2 separate regions of the Sus scrofa genome follow, and region 1 is linked to region 2. Evidence: chromatin contacts called from public HiChIP or PLAC-seq data. All regions are on one chromosome and are shown on one strand. The core of a region is the stretch at or near the end of the contact, and the rest is flanking DNA. Distances in the headings are between cores, read along the strand shown.

The links. HiChIP or PLAC-seq counts read pairs in DNA pulled down with a chosen protein or histone mark.
Region 1: a contact with region 2 is called in an H3K27ac HiChIP or PLAC-seq map of alveolar macrophages. The contact joins two enhancer-like sites. A contact is called at or near these places in 5 of 47 Hi-C or Micro-C datasets (embryonic fibroblasts, epiblast stem cells, heart right ventricle and 2 more) and 2 of 2 datasets of contacts at active chromatin or transcription factors (alveolar macrophages and skeletal muscle).

What each region holds. Positions count from the first base shown.
Region 1 is chr9:28,188,923-28,194,076 of Sscrofa11.1, reverse strand. The region is part of intron 1 of MAML2 (mastermind-like protein 2); the gene reads left to right. It overlaps LOC110262219 (a long non-coding RNA gene), which reads right to left. Exons shown (of 3, transcript XR_002346983.1): 3 at 1-4,098. Among named protein-coding and RNA genes, the nearest start is that of MAML2, 180 kb to the left of the region's middle. Within about 2 kb of position 1,601, at least 17 of the 83 cell types and tissues checked have an H3K27ac peak or open chromatin away from gene starts, as enhancers often do. A contact at or near this core is called in alveolar macrophages, omental adipose tissue and skeletal muscle, where this site is marked.
Region 2 is chr9:28,076,399-28,082,034 of Sscrofa11.1, reverse strand. The region is part of intron 2 of MAML2 (mastermind-like protein 2); the gene reads left to right. Among named protein-coding and RNA genes, the nearest start is that of MTMR2, 100 kb to the right of the region's middle. Within about 2 kb of position 2,119, at least 33 of the 83 cell types and tissues checked have an H3K27ac peak or open chromatin away from gene starts, as enhancers often do. A contact at or near this core is called in alveolar macrophages, omental adipose tissue and skeletal muscle, where this site is marked.

The sequences.
Region 1 (5,154 bases), core at 352-2,851, 110 kb before region 2:
CTAGACATTTAGGGAAATATATTACCCAAGTTAAGTGAAGAGGAAAGTAGAAAGGGTGGGTAGGTTTTCCCCCTAATCAGTTCTGTGGGGAGTCTTACTGTTTTTAAACTAGAATTTGACATTTTTGGTACTCACTTTAGTTATGAAAGTGCCACGCTAGCTGTCTTAAAGCATCATACTTCAAAGATTAGACTTCTTTTGAGACCATGATGGGGTGGTTTTCTTCTTTTTCTATGTTGGGAGATAGGTGGCAGCTGCTGCTGATGATGCTGCTTCTTCCTCTTTCTCTTCCTCTTCTTCTTCTCCTTGTCCTTCTTCTTCCTCCTCTTCCCCTTCTTCTTCTTGTTCTTTTTCTTCTTCTTCCCCTTCCCCCCTCCTCTTCTTCTTTCTCTTCTTCCTCTTTCTTCTTTTTTTCTGTATCATGCCCAGGAATTTGTTGCACATTGGCTTGTGCAATTCTCTTGCTTTGGACGAGGTCCCTTTGGGGCTTTGTCACAATCTGTATCACTCTTTAAAAAAAATCAAAAGCATCTTATGTTCTTAGGAAATTCACATCAAGAGCTGAATAGCAAGAGTCTTGTTGGCCCAACCACTGGATCTATCAGGTGGCGTAAGCCTTTTGTTATGGGACAGCGTGACAGAGGGGAAAGGACAGGCCAGTTTCCTTATAACTAGTTCTATGGCCTGGGGCGAGTCTCCCGTGTTCTCTGGGTCTCCTTTTCTTCACCTTTAAACTGAAGGAGTTGACAAGATGATCTGTGAAGTCCCTCCCAGCTCTGAATTTCTGTGCTTTTGTGACTAGATTCACAGAGATAGAGTGACCCATAACCAGAAGGCAGTGTAATGCTCTTTGATCTGTCTCATGCAGTTTGGCTTTGTGAAAATGCTGGTGGTGTTTTCAAAAGCTGGAATAGCCTTTCATGGGCTTTTCTCCTGCTCTGGTGCTGACAATCTATTTTGAGGTAATACCTGAGCAATATTATCAATGAGAAATGGTGTCTAGCTTTCAGGACCTTTCCATTACGGCACAGAGGAGTTCAACAGCCTACACATAGAAATGGTCCTTCCTATAAATACAGAGGGAGAAGGTGGCCATATGGCACAGGTCACTGGAATCAGAACTATTTATCAGAGAAGACACAGTAGTTCTTTAGATCAATTAGGAGACGCAGAGTCTAGTCCTAGCTGTGACCTTGGCTAAAGCATGCTCTCTGCTTCTCTCAGCTTCCGCTTCCTTGTCTGAAATATTTCTGCTTGATCTCTAGTATTACTTCATTTCTGAAAAAAGAAAAGTGAGTTTCTGATAGAAAAAAATGAACATCGTGGTCCTAAAGACCGTTGTCCTACCTGAGGAAGTCCCCCAGGGAGTAGCTGTTCTAAAAAACAAAACTGTGGAGTTGCAAGAAAGGGCCCAGCCAGTCCCGCTGAGGTCGGAATCATTTCTATAGCATCTAGCTTTTTCTTGACAGGCAACAGGAGATGAACACATATGTTGTCTGGGGCTGGCACTTGCCACCTTTTGCTTGGGGTGAGAGAAGTGTGTACTTAAACTGCCAAGACAGCCCCAGGTCTGGGGAAGAGCTTTCTGCTCATCCTTTGAACTACAGAACATGTACTGTGCGTGCTGCACTGTCAAGGAAGCCCATGAAGCTTGCTTGGCATAGGAGTGAAGTGAGTAATGAACTTTTGGCTCCAGCCTGCATTCTAAAGCTCGGGTTTTGCAAAAGTTGCAAATCCCCAGAGGAAATGCTGGAGCACAGAAGGCCTGCATATCACGGATTACACTAATCCAGGCAGGAAGTGATAATGACATAGTTATACAAGCAGTGTTTTTCACGGCTAATTGGGAAGGATGGTCATTTAATTAAACTGTGCCAGACCTTGGGTTTTCGAGACCTGGACAGCCTAAGAGCCCTTCTTAGACGCTCGTGCTCAGGATGCTTAAGTCCAACTCTAAATTCTAAGAGGGTAGGGCCTTCAACTTTTTATTAACTTCTAATACCTAATAGCTAGTATAGTTCCTGGAACATGGCAGGTGCTGGACCTGGACAAGAAGAGTTTTGAGTATCTTATTATCTCCACAAAGTGCTTTGTTTTAAATCAAGTAGAGATGCCAAGACTTGACGCAATAAGCCTCCTGTGGATGCAAAAACAATCAGACCTGATTCTGCATGTTTGAAGGAAGAGGATGTGCTGATGACACATATACACGTAAAATAAAAAAATTAAAAATAAAAATTTAGATCGATAAAATAAAGAGAATGCCTCCATGACATTATGTACATAGCATTCAACTTGATTTTTCTTCTCTGTAACGAGACAGGGCTGGGGGTTCTGGGATATATTGTCGGGATTAAAGTGCTTCTTCAACTTTTTTGAACAAAGGCTTTTAAGAGCTTGCAGTGAATATGATGGCTGCCTAGTGTAGGAGAAGGGAGTGATGTATCAAGGGTCAGAAAAACTGGATTTCAGCCTCATGGTGCTGACACCAACCTGTAGTAAGATCCAACTTTCCTCATTTGCAAAAGAAAGGGTGTATATTGCAATGGTTTTATTTCCTCAACCAAAAATTATCGCATTTTTTATAATGTGGGGGATGTGAGGCAAACTGGATTATATCCTTTGGTAGCTAAAATATGGGAAGTTTGTGGACACATCGATGCTATCCAAACAGTGGAATGAAATACAATTGAACAGTAAAATAGGGGGAACAGTACCCGTTGAATAAACTTCAGGACATATGGATGCTGAACATGAAACAAAGCAGTCTTAAGTAAGTTATAACATAGACCTTCTGATTATGTTTTTATTGCCTTGAAATCTTCTTCAGAAGGGAAGTCAAAAATTTCAGTAACTTGAAGATGTCTGGAAGGTCAGCTTCCCATCAGCTTTTCTGCGTCTGAAGTGACCCTCTAGTTGGTCCTCTAACCTGCTCCCGTTCCCATCTGGTGGATTCCAAGACTCCTTTGTCTGTCTCAAAGAGTCAAAAAAAAAATGAGCCCATTAAGAGACTGTAAAAGATCCGGGCTGTTCTGCTCAAGGAATCATAGGACGCGGGAAACGAGATTTATGAGATGAGGTAATAGAAATACAAATAGCAATACATTTTAAAGGAACTTTTTCCTCAAATGCCCATTTCCTTTGTGATTGATTTGTGTGGGGGAGGCTGAGGAGATTGAATTCGCCCCACCTTCCCCACCACATTCCTCCTGTTTCAGGTTCAAAATGTTCCCCATCACAGTACACGGGCATCTTCTCAGAGGTTGGCCCCCTGGGACACTCCCCACGCTCAGCTCTGCAGTTTCCAGAGGCTTCCTCCAGTGACATTCCTACTTGCCATTAACTCCTGAGAAATTTTATTAAAATGGAAGAAGATTTATCCCCCCCCAGCTGAAATTGGGGTCACTGATACTCAAGGAAAGGTGCAGTGCCTCGAGGGTGATCCTGCAGCCGTTTGTCAAACCTCCTGGAGTAATTTATAGGCAAGTGTGCACCCAGGGTCACTCCCAGAGGGAGCAGGGCAAACTGCACAGTGCGCTTACCCCCCCCCCCCAATTTGCGTTTGTAATAAATAATAGATGCTGGATGAGCAAGTCCCTACTGGGTGGCAGGCACGGAGCCACACAGATTCTATGCATGTTTTACACTTAATCCCCAGGGCAAAGCTGTAAATTAGGGATTATTAGACCTCATTTTAGAAATGGGCAACCTGGGGAGTTACCTTCATGGTGCAGCTGAACTGAATCCCACTGGAATCCACGAGGATGTGGGTTTGATCCCTGGCCTCGCTAAGTGCATTAGGGATCTGGCGCTGCCCTAAGCTGATGCAGCTTGGATCCCGTATTCCTGTGGCTGTGGTGTAGGCTGGCACCTATAGCTCCGATTTGACCCCTAGCCTGGGAACCTCCATATGCGTTTTTAGGTTCGGCCCTAAAAAGCAAAAAAAAAAAAAAGGAAAGAAAATGAAAGAAATGGGCAAACCGGAGCCTTACTCAACTTACCAATGGCCATGGCCATAAGTATTACAGTTGGGTTCAAAATCAGGGTTTTCTGATTCAGGAGTCCTTACTATCAACCAGGCTCAAATGACGAGAATACCTTTAAAGGGAAAACAGAGGTATAAGGTGACCTGAAGTGTACATCCCAGAAGAAACAGCCAGGGCTCCTTGCCTTGATGTAAATAGCTCTGGGGGGATGTTGTTATCATCAACATCCCAGGGCTTTTTGTAGGCTCAGAAGACAATCATTTCTGCCTGGGTTTCCCCTAACTAACAACAAGGGCTTTTTCTCCCCCCGCCCCACCTTTTTTGACTACCCTGTGGCATATGGAATCCCCAGGCCAGGGATCAAATTTGAGCTGCAGTTGCAGCCTAAGCTGCAGCTTTGGCAACACCAGATTCTTAACTCATGTGCTGGGCCAGGGATCCAACATGCATCCCAGCACACCCATAGTGCTGATCCCATAGCGCCACAACAGAAACTCGCAATAAGTGCTTACCGATCTCTTTCTATAGTGAAAAAGCAAGAAGGACACAAAACTTATTAAGACATGCACTGTTTCCTAATTCAAGACCATAAACACTACAGCATAGGGCATGCAACTAACTATGATAAATTCAGACTATGATTATTATTTGACATAAAGTGGATTGGGTGTACTGAGTAGAGGCCATGGGGCAGTAGCTTGTTAAAATATGGTCTCAGGACCAGTAGTGTCCAGTCACCATCACTGGGAAATTTATTAGCAATGCAGATTCTCAGCTGCCAACCCTAGGGGTGGGGCCCGCCAACCGAGGATTGGTTCCCTGAAGTTTGGGAAACACTGGTCAAGGGGCTGGGCTGGTAATTGGATTTGGCTCGACAGGAGCTGGGGTAGGTGACTGACAGCACATGAGCCTGGATAAGTCATTTAGGGCTGCTGATGTAAAGGCATTGAACTTCTTGCTACGGAGACTTCAGCAAGCAGATGAAGTGTGGGCGGCCAACCTTTGGGTGAAGTTTGCACTTTAAGACGATCACTGCTTGGCAGGAAGATTCAAGGAGCTGGGAGTTCCCTTTGTGGCCCAGTGGGTTGTGAACCCACTATTATCCATGAGGACGTGGGTTCAATCCCTGGCCTCACTCAGTGGGTTAAGGATCCGGTGTTTCTGTGAG
Region 2 (5,636 bases), core at 870-3,369:
ATGGGCTTGGCAAGAAAAAACAATGACTCTTACCTCCCCAGAGGGAATTAATTGTGTATCCTTAAGTATGTTTCTAGCAGCCTTTTCTAGGTATTAAATGTAGAAGTCGATTAAGACTTCAGTGTATTAGTATCCTGTTTGTCTTGAAATGTAAATGGAATTTATGAGCGTTTTGAAGCAGATGCCATCTGCTGGATAGTTAAGATACTGTAACCAAAAACAATGTGAAGAGAAAACAAATGGAACAGTATACCTTAATGAAGAGAAAGATTGCTAATTTAAGTCAATAGTATTTCCCAAGCCCCAGGTAAAGTGCCCAATGTCCCTGATTTATTGTTTGCAGTCCAAATGTTTCCATTTATTTTCTTCCTAATCTGAATATAGATACCCCTTCCTGTTCTTGCACAGTGCTAGATCCCCTGGACTTTTCACCTAGTTTTCCAATCATAAGAACAAACGTGAAATAAGTGCTCACCTTCAGAAAAAGGATAACTTTGCAATAATGCATTTGGGAGTGCCCGAAATTAAAGCCAGAGATAATATAAGAGAAAAGGAAAAGAGAGAGAGAGATGAAATAGTGTTATGTAAGAATAAAAGGTGGTATATCAAATTAAAACCACATATAAGACATAAATATAAGCTAAACAGCTAATTCTTCCTCCAAGGGACCGTGAAAAGATCAGTCTCTACCTAACACCCCCTCGTGGCCCACACCATCCCCTCATTAGATGAGTCCATGGTAAAGCAGACACTCAATCCAACCTCTCTTAGAAATTGTAAATTACAGTCCCTTTCTGTGGAACTCCTGTTGATGCTGGCTTCCAGCCTGGGCTCCTCCTCTGATTATCTGAGCCAGTTGTTTCACCTTTTAGGGACTCAGTGTCCTCTTTTATTAAATATTACTTAGTGAATTTTACTGTCCGAGTGAGCTCTTTTTAAAATTGAGATGCAAATTAGTACTATATCCAGAAACAGCAGCCCCTCAAAATATCCCCATCTAGAGCTATAACTTCGAATCAGGACAAGTCAGAGTCCAGGAAAAGTGGAAAAAGCTCCTAGGAAGTAAGACATTTCCGAACTTCAGTCTGCATCTGGCTGGAAGCCCTCTGTGGAGTTTTCAAGGAGAGACCCCTACATGGCTCTAAGATGGTTCTTTTTTCTCCCTCCTAATAGAGCATAAAGCAGTAAAAGCGATGCCATACCTCTCTCACATGAAGCGCTCTCAATACGAGGGCGCCCACGTGGTCGGCTTCAGGTCTGAGCCACAGATCCACATATATGGCTAAAGGGAGGGAAGGAGCAGACAAAATACCAAAGCGATGAAGAGAGAAAGAAAAGATGTTCTGCGAACATCTTCATTGTTTGCCCACATGACTGCCTGGTATGTTAATGTCTCGCATCAGCCTCTGCTAATGAGGATGCTGCCCTTACTTCCCTTGCAGTTTATAAATGGAGTGGCATTATGTAATCACCCTAATGAGGTAATAGAAACATAAGTACACAGGAAAATTTGATAGGGTTTCTCCTAATTCGCCCTCTGCTGTGTCGGTCACCCCCCATCCCATTAACCCTCCCTCTCCCCTCCGCCCTCCCCCCCTCCAACTGGCTGAATCTCTGGTCCCAGAGGACATATTGTTGGCTATTATTTATAAGAAGTCTCTCTCCTCTTGGCAGGATATAGAACAGCTGCTGGTCTATTCTCTGCCACAGAGACCAACTTCCCTCTTTTGCCCTGGATGATTGGAAGAAAGTCGGGGAGAAAAGCAATTTATAGTTGTGTTACAGCACCTCTATTTTCTTTTATGTTTATTTATATTGCTTCCATTTCTGCCTGGGATTTCTGAGATAATCAGGATCACTCTGCTACAGAATTCTCATTTGGGGAGGCTCTGGTGGCAGTTGATGGCATTTTTCTTCATTGAGTCAGACATTTTAGAACTCTGGGCTAGAGGAAACTGAGCATTTCTACTGCGAGAGTTTGAGAATCAATGTGGTGGGGTTTTGTTCTTGTTTTTGTTTTTTTCTGAGAAACTGATGGCTGTGTTTGATGTTACATGAACCATAAATGACTCTGAATTCCTCAAGGGAAGGCACCTTGTCTTTGTCAACTTGCCGCCCACGGGGTATAGCACAGTACCTGCTTGGTAAATGTTTGCTGAATGAACTGAGTGGGGTTCGGGTTTGTCCGTCCTTTGATGTCCACGTCTCCGACAGACCAGCCCCTAAGCCTCAGCCCGGACTTCCAGGCCAGACAAGCCCATGACCCAACGTGGGCCTTTTCCTGAGATCTTTTGTCCCGCATTATTTTTGGCTCTGGGACTCATCCTGGTCAAAGAAGCACAAGAGCTCAAGATTTCAAAATCTAGGCTAGGTCCTGAATCTTCAGAGAGACCTGAGCCTCTCTGGAAGTGGAATACAGGGAGAATTTCTTTGTTCTTTTAGGAGTCGAAGGAAATCCCAGAGTAGGAAACTGGCCTGGGTCCCGAGATCCAGACAGGCCAGACGCGGACAGTCCTTGGTGAACAGAAAGGAGTCACGGTCCAGCATTATGGGTTTTCCTCCTGACCAAAGGTTTGGGACTGAGCTGGGTTGGCTGCTGGTCAAGGCCATGTTTAGGGAAGTCTGGAGAAGCAGAGTGGAGTAGTTAAATCCACTCTGGTGAACAGAAAAGTATCACAGTCCAGCATTATGGTTTCTCCTCCTGACCAAAGGTTTAGGACTGAGCTGGGTTGGCTGCCGGTCAAGGCCATGTTTAGGGAAGTCTGGAGAAGCAGAGTGGAGTAGTTAAATCTGAGGTGATGGGGTGTGTCCAAGGGGAGATTGACTTCTGATTCCCTTATTTATCTCTACGTGGAAACAGCTTAGTCAGTATTAATAATAGCAAGCTTCCTCTGCAGACCAGTCAGCCCCCTTCCTGGAGGAGACTAGGAAAGCTGGAAATTGCTACGTGGCAGGTGCTCTTGGTAAGGGTTTGTGAGGCACCTTTAGATTTCCCAGCCTGTGTTCCTAAGTGTGTCAGAAGCATCCCGAAGGACCTGAAGGATCTCTTTATTGCCTCTGCTACCCCGCAGCCCACCCAGTGCGTACCTAACGAATGTTCCTGACAGACATACGGAGATTATGATTAAAAAGGATATACTAGGTGCTAAAGCCACTGAGGTGTCCGCCTTTCTGATAATTTTCAACATTTTGCAGGCAACATAGAAAGAATAATAATAGCTGTGGTTTATTGAGTGACAGGCACAGTGCTTGTCACTTCAAAGACATTATTTTGTCTCGTAATCTGGTTTCTAAAGGGAATCATTGGAGACAGAAAATGTCACAGTTCTCACTTTTGCCCAACTGTGAGCCAAGGCCTTCAGAACCGGGAGAGGAAGCTGGTTAGGTTGGCTCAGAGAGTAGCTAATGCCTTCTCTGGAGAAAGAATAAGTCTGATACACAGAGAGATCCAGGTAAATTTTTGCTTTTTTTTTTTTTGGCCCTTCACTATATCCCTGGTTATCCTGATTGCTCCTGGGTAGTTGCTTGTTAACTCGGATTTTAATTGGCAGGCTTTCAGGCATCGTAGGAGATGGGGAGCCAAGAGCGCCTTCATAGAAGATGGTTGTATGAAGCTTTTGGTGGTCAAGGCCATGTTTAGTAAAGACTGGGCAGAAGCGGATTAAATCTGAGGCACTAAGGTGTGGCAAAGAGGAGATGGGCTTCTGATTCCCTTATTTGTTTCCATGTGAAAATAGCTTAGTAAATATTAATAACAGCTAACTATTATCAAGGTGCACACCACAGTAAATGATGTACTGTTTAGGTCAGACTGCCTGAGTTCAAACTCCACACTGGAGCTATAACTTTGAGGCAACCTCTCTGTACCTCATTTTCATTGTCTGCAAAATATATAGAATATCTACTTTTTTCTTGCTAAGGATTAAATGAGAAGATGAATGTCAAGGGCTTAACATAGTATCTGGTATTTAAGAAATATTGACCACTATTATTATTATTACTAAATAATCAATATATATCTCTTAGTTCCATAAAATATGGGGGCTAGTTAAGAGAAAGGACCTTGTATATTTCTTGTATCTAGCACAATGCTTGGCACATTTGTAGACTCTGAATAAATGCTGGATCTTTGGTAGACTGGATGGGTAGATGGATGGACAAAATAATTTGAGTTTAGGAGTTCCCATTGTGGCTCAGCAGGTTAAGAACCCCACATAGTTTCTGTGAGGACGTGGGTTCAATCCCTGGCCTCACTCAAAGGGTTAAAGATCCGGTGTTGCCAGCCTCAGATCCAGCATTGCTGTGGCTGTGGCATAAGCCAGCAGCTGCAGCTATGATTTCAGCCCCTACCCCAGGAACTTCCATATGCTGCAGTTGTGGCCTTAGAAAAAGAGAGGAAAAAAAAATAGAAATTGAGTTTATACAGATAAAAGGCACTATAAGAAGGCACTATAAGAAACCTCATTTGTTCCAGATCCCTTCCCAAAAAGTTACACCTCTCGTGTTACCCAAAGGAAGCCACCATGACACTAAACCAGCCTGCAGCATCCAGCAGGTAGTTCTTAAGCTCAACTGGACATTCAGGCTCACAGGACTACTATACACTGCATTTGACATCAGCCTACTCAGAAGGCTATAAGCTGGGAATTGTAGTTGCCAGAAGAGCAGCAGTAGGCAACCTTTTTCCATAAAGAGCTCTGCCAGCACAGGTGCAAGGTGATAGGATCCATATTGGGTGGGTGAAGGAACTGCCTTTGTTTAAAAAGCCTTATATCCACCAGCAGTCAATAACTCTTGTAACAGTTCCAAAGGTCATAGCTTGCAGGGTGCTCTCAAGGGACATTCTAGTTACAAGAATTGCTACACTCAGAGAAGTCCAAAGCCTGGCATTCCCATCAGGTATTTACAGTTCGTTTGTACTTACCCCCAAGTCCAGTTGCAGTCTACCAATGAGGGGTCATTTTTTATCCTATGCAATGTTGCCTAGTAACATAGTTGACACATACCATCTTTATCTGTTTCTAGGGAAACCAAGCTAGGAAGTTAACCAAAGGTCAGATTCTCATGCAAAAAGGGAAAGAGTTTTTGTTAACTCTTTGTCCACACCATCTAAATAGTTACTTACAACATAGACTGAGAAACCTATCCAGTGTCCCTATGAAAAACTTGTTCTTATATCTCATACCTACAACAAATACATCCCAAAGTAAAATTATATGGGCATGGTCTCATGCACTGTTTTGCACCCTGCTTCAACAACCAAGAGTCAGATATAGTGATTCCTAATACTATGCCTGCCTTTCTTCTTTTCTTCTCCTATTTTTTTTTTTTTAATTTTTATGTCAGCACTTGTGGCATATGCAAGTTTCCAGGCTAAGGGTCAAATCAGAGATGCAGCTGCAGACCTACACCACAGCCACAGCAAGATCTGAGCCACATCTGTGACCTACACCATAACTTGTGGCAATGCCAGATCGGATCCTTAACCCACTGAGCAGGGAGGCTAGGGATCGAACCCGCATCCTCTTGGACATTAAGTTGGATTCTTAACTGCCTGAGCCACAACAGGAACTCTTATGCCTGTCTTTGTATTGTCCCCCCCCCCCAAGTCAACAGTGTCATCCTTCGACCCCCAA